2 separate regions of the Rattus norvegicus genome follow, and region 1 is linked to region 2. Evidence: chromatin contacts called from public Hi-C data. All regions are on one chromosome and are shown on one strand. The core of a region is the stretch at or near the end of the contact, and the rest is flanking DNA. Distances in the headings are between cores, read along the strand shown. Region 1 overlaps Dab2ip (DAB2 interacting protein). Region 2 overlaps Dab2ip (DAB2 interacting protein).

Region 1 (4,936 bases), core at 302-2,801, 47 kb after region 2:
ATTCTACGAAGAGTGAAGTTAGGTCCTCAGGACTGAGCCCTGTGTGGTGTTGGGCCGAGGCTTCCACCTGGCCAAGGTGAGGCATGCAGCAGCCACTAAACCCAGACACTCAGGGCCAGACAGTCCAACATCTTTCCCTCCCTCTTCCCTTGCTCAAGCTTGGGGGATGCAGAAGAACCCCCGTTCTGTGGCTCCCCTCCATCCCTATGAGCATACTCTGTGTCTGAGTCTTGGCGCTCTCCTCTTGCTCTATCCACACAACGTGTTTGTGGAGTAACTGGGGGGTCTGTGAGAGTGTCATGCATCTGCAGAGCCTGCACCCATCCTCTTCCCCTTCATGACTCCTGGCATTCACCTCCTTTGGGGTCTAGGGTAAGGTAGAGGATGTGACAGAAGAGACTTGAGGGTTGTATGGCTCAGCCTGAAAGCCCAGTGGCCAGGCACTGTAGAAACACGATTGGTGCCATCTTGTCTTAGTGGAAGAGAAAGATATTGAAGAATGTGAATCTTGTGGGACCTAAGGCTGGGGCAAGAGAAAGTTGGTCTTTTGGAAGGGAGCTGCTACTGCAGGGGTGGGGGGTCCTCAGCTGACACGGGCCTGTGAGCAGAATTGTGCTGTGGAATCCTGGAGAAGCTGTCTTTCTCTTGACCTCAGCTTGTCCATTTGGGAGTTGGATGCTGGTGCTGCCGTCCTGGGGAGTAAAGCAGGCAGTGCTCGGAGTGCTAAGTCTTGGCCCTGGTAAGCCATGATTTTCCAGAACTGGCAGTGTTCCCCCCCCATTTATAGTCTCTACATGAGAATTAGTTTTACTGTTTCTGTTTCACATGCTTTGGAACCTTTAAGTGAAATTCAGATTTTGACTCTTAGAAACTTTGCCTGAAGTCTCTGTTAGAAGCCGAAGGCCCATAATCTGATGATGACTCATGGGCTGTTTCACTTTTCCTGCTTCCTGTAAAGAAAAAGGGATCTGTAGCTTTAAGGTCTCACAGACTTGGGACACTGGCCCTTTAAGAGAACATTACAGAGAGTTGGAACATTGCTTTTTGTTTAACTAGCTAGCCATGGTTGGTCCCAGTGGGTAGGACCAGAGTGCTGTGTCTAGAAATACAGCACAGAGCTGGACTGAGTTTGACGGGAAACAGCCAGTGGCTAGGTGGCTAGGCTAGCCTCTGTCCCCAGCCTGGTGAAACCAGCAGCTCTGTTCAGGCATGGTGAGTGGCCTTGGTAGAGGCTGAGCAGAAGGGGGCCAGTTAATCCTCCTGGGCCCAGGGAGGGGCTGCTACCAGTACTAGATGGAGTGGTTGTCACAGGTGCCCGGCCTGCGAGGGACTCACGTTTCCAGTAATGGCAGCTCTACCCAGATAGTCACTACCAGCACGGAACTTGGAAGCAGTTGGATAGGTCTGGCTCAAGCAGGAGACCAGCAAGTGGGGGGAATGGTGATGCTGCCACCACTGCTGCTGCTGTTAGTTCAGTGATGAGGGTGGCAGTGCTGCTCTCTGCAGGCCCCATGGCCTGTGAACAGGGGAAGCAGGAACTGCTTGCAGCATTCTGCTCTCTGGAGTCTGGCCTTTGCTCTGGTTGTCCAGCTGGGCTGGGTGGAGCTGCGCTTGGGCCTTACCGCCTCCCCTCCAGCAGACTTGTGGTTGCTCACCTCCCTTCTGCCTGACTCCTGTGCTGTCTGGTGCTAAGAGTGTTGGCTACAGCTGGAGAGGTTGTCAGAAACCAGGTCTGTTGCTGTGGTAGTCTTCAGGGGGAGCCTTCTTGGTTCTTACTTGTTACTGTACTAGGGGCAGGTAAGACAGCCTGCAAGATGCCTTCACCATGTTCCAGACAGGATCACCAGGTGACAGGCCAGGGCCCTGCTATTACCTGAAGTTCCTATAGTTACTTGACAGTTGGTACATTTCAGTACACGGTTTCTGTAGGGTTGGTGAACCCGATGCATCAGCAGACAAGCAGAGAAGAGTTTGGGATTGGAGCTCTTATACCCAAGCCTCCCCTGCCCCGGTGGTGCCTATGAACTGTGACATTGGCTAAAGTCAGTTTTCAGTGTGAATTGGAGAGGCCTATGGAAATGGTAGGATCTATGTTTGATTCTTTCTTTCTTTCTTTCTTTCTTTCTTTCTTTCTTTCTTTCTTTCTTTCTTTCTTCCTTCCTTCCTTCCTTCCTTCCTCCCTCCCTCCCTCCCTCCCTCCCTCCCTCCCCCTCTCTCTCTTTCTTTCTTTCTTCATTTTTTTTTCTTTCTTTTTACAAAAGCATCTTGCTCTGTAGCCTATAATTCTAGGCTAGTCTGAAACTTAATTCTCCTGCTTCAGCCTTCTGAGTGCTAGGATTACAAGTGTGTGCCACTGTGCTGGACGAGTGACCACTGAACAGGGCTCAGACAGGAAATGAGCAGGCCTACCAGGAGTGGCTCACCATGAGCAAAGGTGAACTGCCCCATAGAGTGGTTACTGGAAGGGTTGAGCTGGCCCAGTTCCTGGCCTGGTGCACACACACCTGCTTTAAGGGGGTCGGTTTGATCTGCTGGGATTCCTTGGACCAGATGGCAAAATGACCATGCGAGTGTATCCAGCCCCTAGTGTGGGAAAAAGAGGGACTGTGATGGCCATCTCCAGTCCTCTGTTTCCTTAACCATAGTCAGGTACATCAGAATCAAAAGGGATGTGAAGCCAGTGGTTGGTGTACTACCTAAGTGTGTGGCTTAGCAACAGATGGCTACGTGGGGACTTGAGAGCACCCCCTGCTTTTCTTTGACATGTTTTTTCTCCTGAGATTCTAGCCTTGCTTGTAGTGTAGGAGCATGGCTTGCTGGTAGCTGTCCTCTTACTGATTTGCTACTCATGATGCTCCTGGCTGCCTCCTGCTGTTGTAGTTTGAGGCCTGGTAGCTCTGTTGCTCTCTGGAGGTCGGCAGGCTCAAGGATGATATAAAAGGGAGGCATTCAGCTATTATATTCTTGCTCAGAAAGGGTAGGTACCAATGCAGTGTAACCACAGGGTAGCCCATTTGATAGGTGATAAGGCTGGCCCACATTTCCTTTAGTCCGCTCCTTCCCCACTGTGTCTGCTGCTTCTGTCTCCTAGAGGGTGCTGACATGGAACTTGTGTGGCCAAAAAGCCGTCCATCCCTGGTGGTGGCTATACTGCTTAGAGCTGGCAGCTCAGTGTACGTGCTTATTCAACATGTGTCCTCCATAAATAGAAATCTTCGGGGCTGGAGAGGTGGCTCAGCAGTTAAGAACACTGACTGTTCTTCCAGAGGTCCTGAGTTCAAATCCCAGCAACCACATAGTGGCTCACAACCATCTGTAATGGGATCTGATGGCCTCTTCTGGTGTGTCTGAAGACAGCTACAGTGTACTTATAAATAAATAAATTAAAAAAAAAAAGAAATCTTCAAGTGTCTATCCAAAGTGACCTGTCCTTTTGATCCTATTTGGATGAGGGGTGCCGCTGTCTGGAATCGTTTGTCAGAGAATGTTTTTTTGGGAGCCTTGCTGTAGAAACAGGGAGGATAGATCTGGACCAAGTAGAGAAAGGCCTTTAGGAATGTCAGTGGACCAGGGAGAAACCAGGAGCAGCAGAGAAGTTGACAGGGAGGCCTAGAATAAGGCAGGGCATGGAGGCCACCAGGGCTGACTACAGGCCTGCAGGCCTACAACACGCTGTTGGGTAATTTGTTCAGCAACAACAGGGCCCAAACGGCAAGCAACACTTGGCTTACTAGTTTGGCTCATGTCACGGCATTTTGCTTATTGGTTTTTGTTGTTGAACTTTCTATGTGGTAGAGCCTGTCCTTGGGCTCTTGGTCCTGCCTCTGCCTTCCAGGTTCTAGGATTGCATGTGCATCCATGCCCGAGTCTGATCTGCATGAGATCAGTACATTTAACTAGGTATCAAAAGAATGGCCTAATGGGTTGGAGAGGACAACAGTCCTCAGGTTAACTGTCACTCTGATGCAAACAGCCAACCGCATGGAGTGGCACCTGGGTCTTAGGTAGAGAAGATGAGGCTGTGTGCATTCCCATTTTCCATCATAAGGAAGGACGGCCTCCCAGAGGTGAAGGCCTGTAGACTGGGTTAGTCAAGGTAAGCTGCTTTCTATGGGATGGGAACACTCCCCTTTTAGCTGAGTCTTGATTTTTATTTTATGATCATTCTCTACAAGCATTCTTATTTCCAAGGCCATGGAGGCTGCTCTGGGAAGTATTTGTGGCAGGGTTGGGAGGCAATCAGTAACTATCCCACACCAGACTAAAGGGACACCTAGGTATGTCCCTGGGCATACCTGTGGTCCACTGAGCCCACTTACAGAGTCAAGAACACCTTGGCAAGGGCCTTGAAATGTCCCTAGACAGTCCAAGGAGATGATGGTGTCACGGCAGGATGACACGCTGAGGTGGCTGGGGTCAAGCTCTAGGTGTCCACTGTGCCATGCAGGGATATTGGACTCTGCCTGGGGATAGAGGTGGAGACACTTTCCCTAGGGAGACGAGGCAGGGTGAGAGCTTGGAAATGTCCTACTCCTGGTCTTTCTGGAGTTTCTCCTGGGAACCAGGCGGGGTGAAGAGCTTAGGTAGCCGGGGCCTTTGGGCCTCAACTCTCTTTGGAATCACTCTTCTCATCATGTTTGGTGAGTGTTCTTGGGTTCTCTTTTAAAATTCAGGGCACTTCGCTGTTCCACTGAGGTTTATGAATGTTTAAAAACTGCTTTGTGGTCCCCACAGTAATTTGACAAGTTTGACAGCTGTTGATTAAAAAACCAAAATTATTCAGGCTGCAGGGTGATGGGGAGATCAGATGGAACGGTTTCTGCTTTTGCCCCATCCCTGGGACTCAAGTACGCTGTGAAGGCGAATGTGATCTCAGAGGTCTGCAGCCTCTGTTGGGTATGCTGGGTCCTGGGAAGGGTAGGCCGGCTTTCTGAGA
Region 2 (4,685 bases), core at 1,716-4,215:
TGGCCCTGTCAGTGTCTTGTCCTTTGGTCCTTTGGTTCTGTGTAGCCTTTAAAGACAGGGGTGTGAGTGGAGACTATTGGCCCGGAGCTGACATGCTTGGGTACAAGATCTGGGTTCAAATCCTAGCATTTCTGAGCTAGGTCGTGACCTGGTTAGCCACCCAGCACAGAAGATAGGGCATCTGGGGTATCGGGAGGAGAGTCTCCTTACCCCCATTCCTGAACACTTTCTCCTGCAGCTGTATCCTCAGTTCACAGCTTGCTGCTGCTCCCTGTAGACCCTGAGGGGGCCTCGGGAACACGGTTTTGCCTGGGGGAGGCAGGTGAGATACCACAGGCTGCAGTGAGCCTGCCACTGTTGCTGCCATTGCAAACCTGGGTGACAGGATGTCACCATCTCTCACAGAAGGTGCCCTGTGGGAGATTGTATGTCAGAGTGGAAGGTTTCGGGGACTGGCAGAGGACTGGATCTGACAGAGGTCCCACTCGCCTGAGAGTGGATCTCCGGTTTGGGTTGTGTGTTCCCTCCCAGGATTCTCACTCGTTCGTTCTGTGAGGAGCTATTCCCACAGCTGTTTCACAGGGCATAGGTGGCTCAGTGGGACCTGGATGACAGCCCCTTAGAGTGTGGGGGTGGAGAGAGCCTCATCTTTTTCTTTCTGTGAAGATGATGGCCCTGTGCTTAATATAATGTGGCCTCAAGGCCTGGTGCCAGCTTTGTGACTTGATTGAGTTGCAGGTCGTCCCTGTTCTCCTGTATGGCTACCCCTATGGGCTGCAGTGAGCATGGGTCTGTGTCTCCCCAGGAGACTGTGTGTACCAGAGCTGTGGGGGACCTGGGATAAAGAGCCCATGGGGCTGGGGCTGAGAGTAGGTGACCACAGTGGCCTCCTGTTCCTCTCTTGGAGGTGTCTGGGATGCTCACCCAGGTCTGTCTTCCCTGTATTGGGGAGGAGGAAGACAGAGGTGAAAGACCGTGTGGGAGGTAGGGCCTGGAATCTGCAGGTCGACCCAAGCCCTTCTGGGCCACAGTCTTGGAGTGTGTTCCCAGGAATCAGGTTGGCAGGAGACAAGGAAATGCTGACTGCTGTGGTTCCCTGGAAGCCCGTTGGCCTATACCGTGTCTAGGTGTGGGCTCAGTTCTTCCTTCTTCCTCCTTCCTCCGCCCGCCCATGCTGTTGACCTTGAGGAGTCTAGCAGGGTCAGCTGGGAGGCGGCAGAGACTCAGGGAAACTTGGCAGCCAGTTGATCCGTCCTCGGGAAGTTGGAAGTGGAGACGTTTGAAGGTTCGGCTGAAATTAGGTCTCAGGGCTATTTTTTTTTCTTTTCTTTTTTCATGAGATGGAGAAGTGTCATAGAGGGGAAGGCTCCGGGGGCTGCAGAAGCTGCAGATAAACTCAGCACTGTGTTGAGTGCACATGTTTCGAGAAGCAGGTCTTCACGATTCACTTTTGCTAGTGCCAGGCTGTGCATGAACTATGTGTTTCTAATTCAGTGGTGGTGTGCCTGGGGTGCTGTGCGGAAGCTGTCTGGCTGAAGAAGATGGGAGAATTCTTACAGTGGGGGCCCTTTACTTTAAGGGACATGCAGGAGTTTCTCAACAAAGGAGATAGTAGTTAGAGGAAGACATAACCAAGCATGAACAAACCAGTGGTCCTGCTTGGAGTGTTGGAAGCATGAAAGAAAAGCTGAGGGAGAAATGCGAGGGGCTTCAGTGAGAGCACAGAAGCTTTTGCACTTCCTCCTATATAGGATGCGGGGAGCTGCTATAGGGGATGGCGGCTAAGGGTGGTGGTTTCTGGGGTGCCCCCTTGAGACTTTCAGCTGCTCTGTCATCTCCCTACTCCTGTAGTCTCCCCACGTGTGAACAGACGTGCAGAAGGTGGGTGAGTTGGTCGGAGAGTCTGCCATTCTCAGCGTGTGCGCCTTCTGTGGGGGGAGGTCCTTTTCTAGAGAGGGAATTCGGTCAGAGCACCAGATGCTGGAGTTGTTCAGGATGGGGCAGGGCTGGGGGACAGTAGCAGTCTCCTGTCTGAATGAACAAGGGGCCAGGACCATGAGGCGGATGAGACTGTCGGTACTTGGGCTCAGGCAGGGAGTCAGGGTGCCATCAGTAGACAGATTTGGACAGATCAGGGATTCAGGGTGGGTTAAAGGATCAGGCCAACTGCTGTTCTCACCTCACCCTCCATCCCTTGAGCTAAGATGTCCTCGTCAGGGTCTGCTTGCTCAGTTAAGGAAGCAGTAGCCCAGCCTCGGGCAGCTGGATAGGAACATGGAGAGGGAGGAGAAGAAGCACAGTTCCGTACTACCTTTTCAGTTCTAGAAACTTCCAGAGTGTCCCCTGTTCTCTGCCAGACCCTCCCTTGTGACGGCTAAGGTGTGAAGGCTGCTTCTCAGCCTGTGTCTCAGGCTCCTTTAGGTTTTCTCGCTCGGGATGGCATGCAGGGGTCAGAGACTGGGGCTTGGGAGATGGAGTGGTCTGAGGGATTTTCCTCTCCACCTGTGTGTGCTCCGGGAAGATAGTGCTGACTTCTCCCGACAGAGCACCTGGTAAGGAGCCCATCTGATTCTTGGCCACTGCTCCCCTCGGTGGGCAAGTCACCTGTCTCCAGACCGCTTTCTTCATTTCCAAACAGGGCAGCTGTGAGGGCTCGTAAGCTTGCAGGTCGACATTTAGCCACTCAGTGTCTAACCCTTGCTGCTTGTGTTTTAGGGTAAACGCTTCCCCTACTTTCCCCAGAACCCCAGGTGGTGGGGCCTGTCTCTCCCCTTCGCACTGTCTCTCACTGCCCCAAAGCGTCAGCATCCTTGACTGAGCGCTGAGGTGCTGCCAGGACCTGGAGTTGGAGAGAGGTGAGAGAGTAAGAGGCTTAGGGAACCAGAGCTAGTGTTCTAAGAGGACAGTAAGAGGGACAGAGCTGGCCAGTCTGCAGGGTGTTTTCCTACCAGCGGGGGGCAGCAGAGGGCAGCAAGTGGACATCTGGGTGACTTTCCGCAGTGAGAGCTGAAGTCCTAGTTTGTACCTATGGCCACAGAGAGCCATTGAGGTATGAAGGCTGCAGGATGAGCTGTGGTGACAGTAACACTGGTCAAGGAGCATCCAGTTGACTAATGACGGTTGGGGCTGGCTGAGCTGGCTTGGCCTGAGTTCTTCAGACACCTGGACCTCTGCTTTGATCTTTGGGGTCCTTGGAGGACCAAGGTTTGGGGCCACAGCAGGCTTGTATCAGGAAAGGCTCAGAGTGAGGGGCTAGTGTGAGTTGACAGGAAGGGTTAGGGCCCTGCAGTCACCAGGCGGGGGATACCAAATATTTAGATCCTGCCATACTGAACTATCTGCAGACCCCCTGGGCTCCTTGTTAGCTTTCCCACTACTTTGGGAGGGAATAGGAGGGCATCCCAAGTAAGGCAGATGATAGGCCAGGTCCTCTGCACAGGGTCCCTAGCTCAGCATGGCTGACCATAGGGACTATATGGTAGAGAATCATAAACCTGTTTTTTTGCAGCTCCCTGGGGCAGACTGCAGTAGTGTTCATTTCCTCCTTACAACCCTAGGCCACACACATTTCACTTTCCAAGATGACTACATTGAACAAAGAGAAGGGCCCGCTAACGCTGCCTCCTTCCAGCACTTGGATGCAGAAGGCTTCATGGACCTTGCTAGCTGCCTGTGGCCACTCTGTGCTAGCCAGTGTCATTTATTAGTCTCCTCCTCATGGAGGAGGAGTGCCAGACTCACAGAGAGGAGGCACACTGTTCTGGGTTACACAGTTAGGAAGGGTCAGGGCTGACATCAGAATCCATGCTGCCTTCTCCTGCCTTCGCCGGCTCAGCACATGGGCAGCAGGTGCCTGAGAGGTTCTTTGTACCCACCCTGTGGTCCTGCAGGCCCTGTCCCCTTCCTGGATCAGGACCCTAGATGGAGATAGGGTTCAGCTGGCTCTGTGTGTGTGTGTGTGTGTGTATGCATGCATTAGTGTTTGTGTCTGTGCACATGTGTGTATCCATTAGTGTGCACATGTGTGTATTCATTAATGTTTGTGTGTGTGCACATGTGTGTATCCATTAGTGTTTGTGTGCTTGCACATGTGTGTATCCATCAGTGTTTGTGTGCTTGCACATGCGTGTTGACTTTGAGATCCCTTCTCAGCTTCTCTCCCTTCTCTCCTGCTCTCCCCTCACTTCCTGTCCCTGAGACATAGGGTCTCTCTCTCTCATTATTAGCCTGGAGTTTACTGGGGTCTAAGCTGACTAGCTAGTGAGCCCCGGGGGTGTGTCTGTCTCTACTTTTCCAGCATGTGCCACTGAGCCTGACTTTTTTTTTTTCTTCCTCTCATGGCCTCTAGGGATTAGACTTAGGTTCTCATTTTTGTGTGGCATATACTTTCCTGACAGGCATCTCCCGAGCCCCGTGCCCTTTCTTTTTTGGGCTCTTGGTCTTCTGCCTCACTTCTTAAGTGCTAAGAGGACAGGCATACACCCTCATGCCTGGTTTATACAGTACTGGGGAATCAAACTACAGGCTTTGTGTAGGCTGGGCAAGCACTGTGCCAAAGGAACCACATCCCTCCACCCCTGAACACACTTTTTCCTGCTGTGAATACAAAGTGAGCACGTGGCACTGGGTTTGGATTACAGATGTAATTACATGTGAGTCCTTGGGCAGGAATGGTTTCTGAAGCC

What was found. Hi-C and Micro-C count contacts between places; a contact is called where the count stands out from the background.
Region 1: a Hi-C map of psoas muscle shows a contact between it and region 2, with 1.5 times the contacts expected there. The contact joins two enhancer-like sites. A contact is called at or near these places in 5 of 12 Hi-C or Micro-C datasets (Schwann cells, kidney, mammary epithelial cells and 1 more).

What each region holds. Positions count from the first base shown.
Region 1 is chr3:39,448,375-39,453,310 of GRCr8, forward strand. The region is part of intron 3 of Dab2ip (DAB2 interacting protein); the gene reads left to right. Among named protein-coding and RNA genes, the nearest start is that of Dab2ip, 140 kb to the left of the region's middle. Within about 2 kb of position 1,552, at least 23 of the 93 cell types and tissues checked have an H3K27ac peak or open chromatin away from gene starts, as enhancers often do.
Region 2 is chr3:39,399,511-39,404,195 of GRCr8, forward strand. The region is part of intron 2 of Dab2ip (DAB2 interacting protein); the gene reads left to right. Among named protein-coding and RNA genes, the nearest start is that of Dab2ip, 89 kb to the left of the region's middle. Within about 2 kb of position 2,966, at least 2 of the 93 cell types and tissues checked have an H3K27ac peak or open chromatin away from gene starts, as enhancers often do.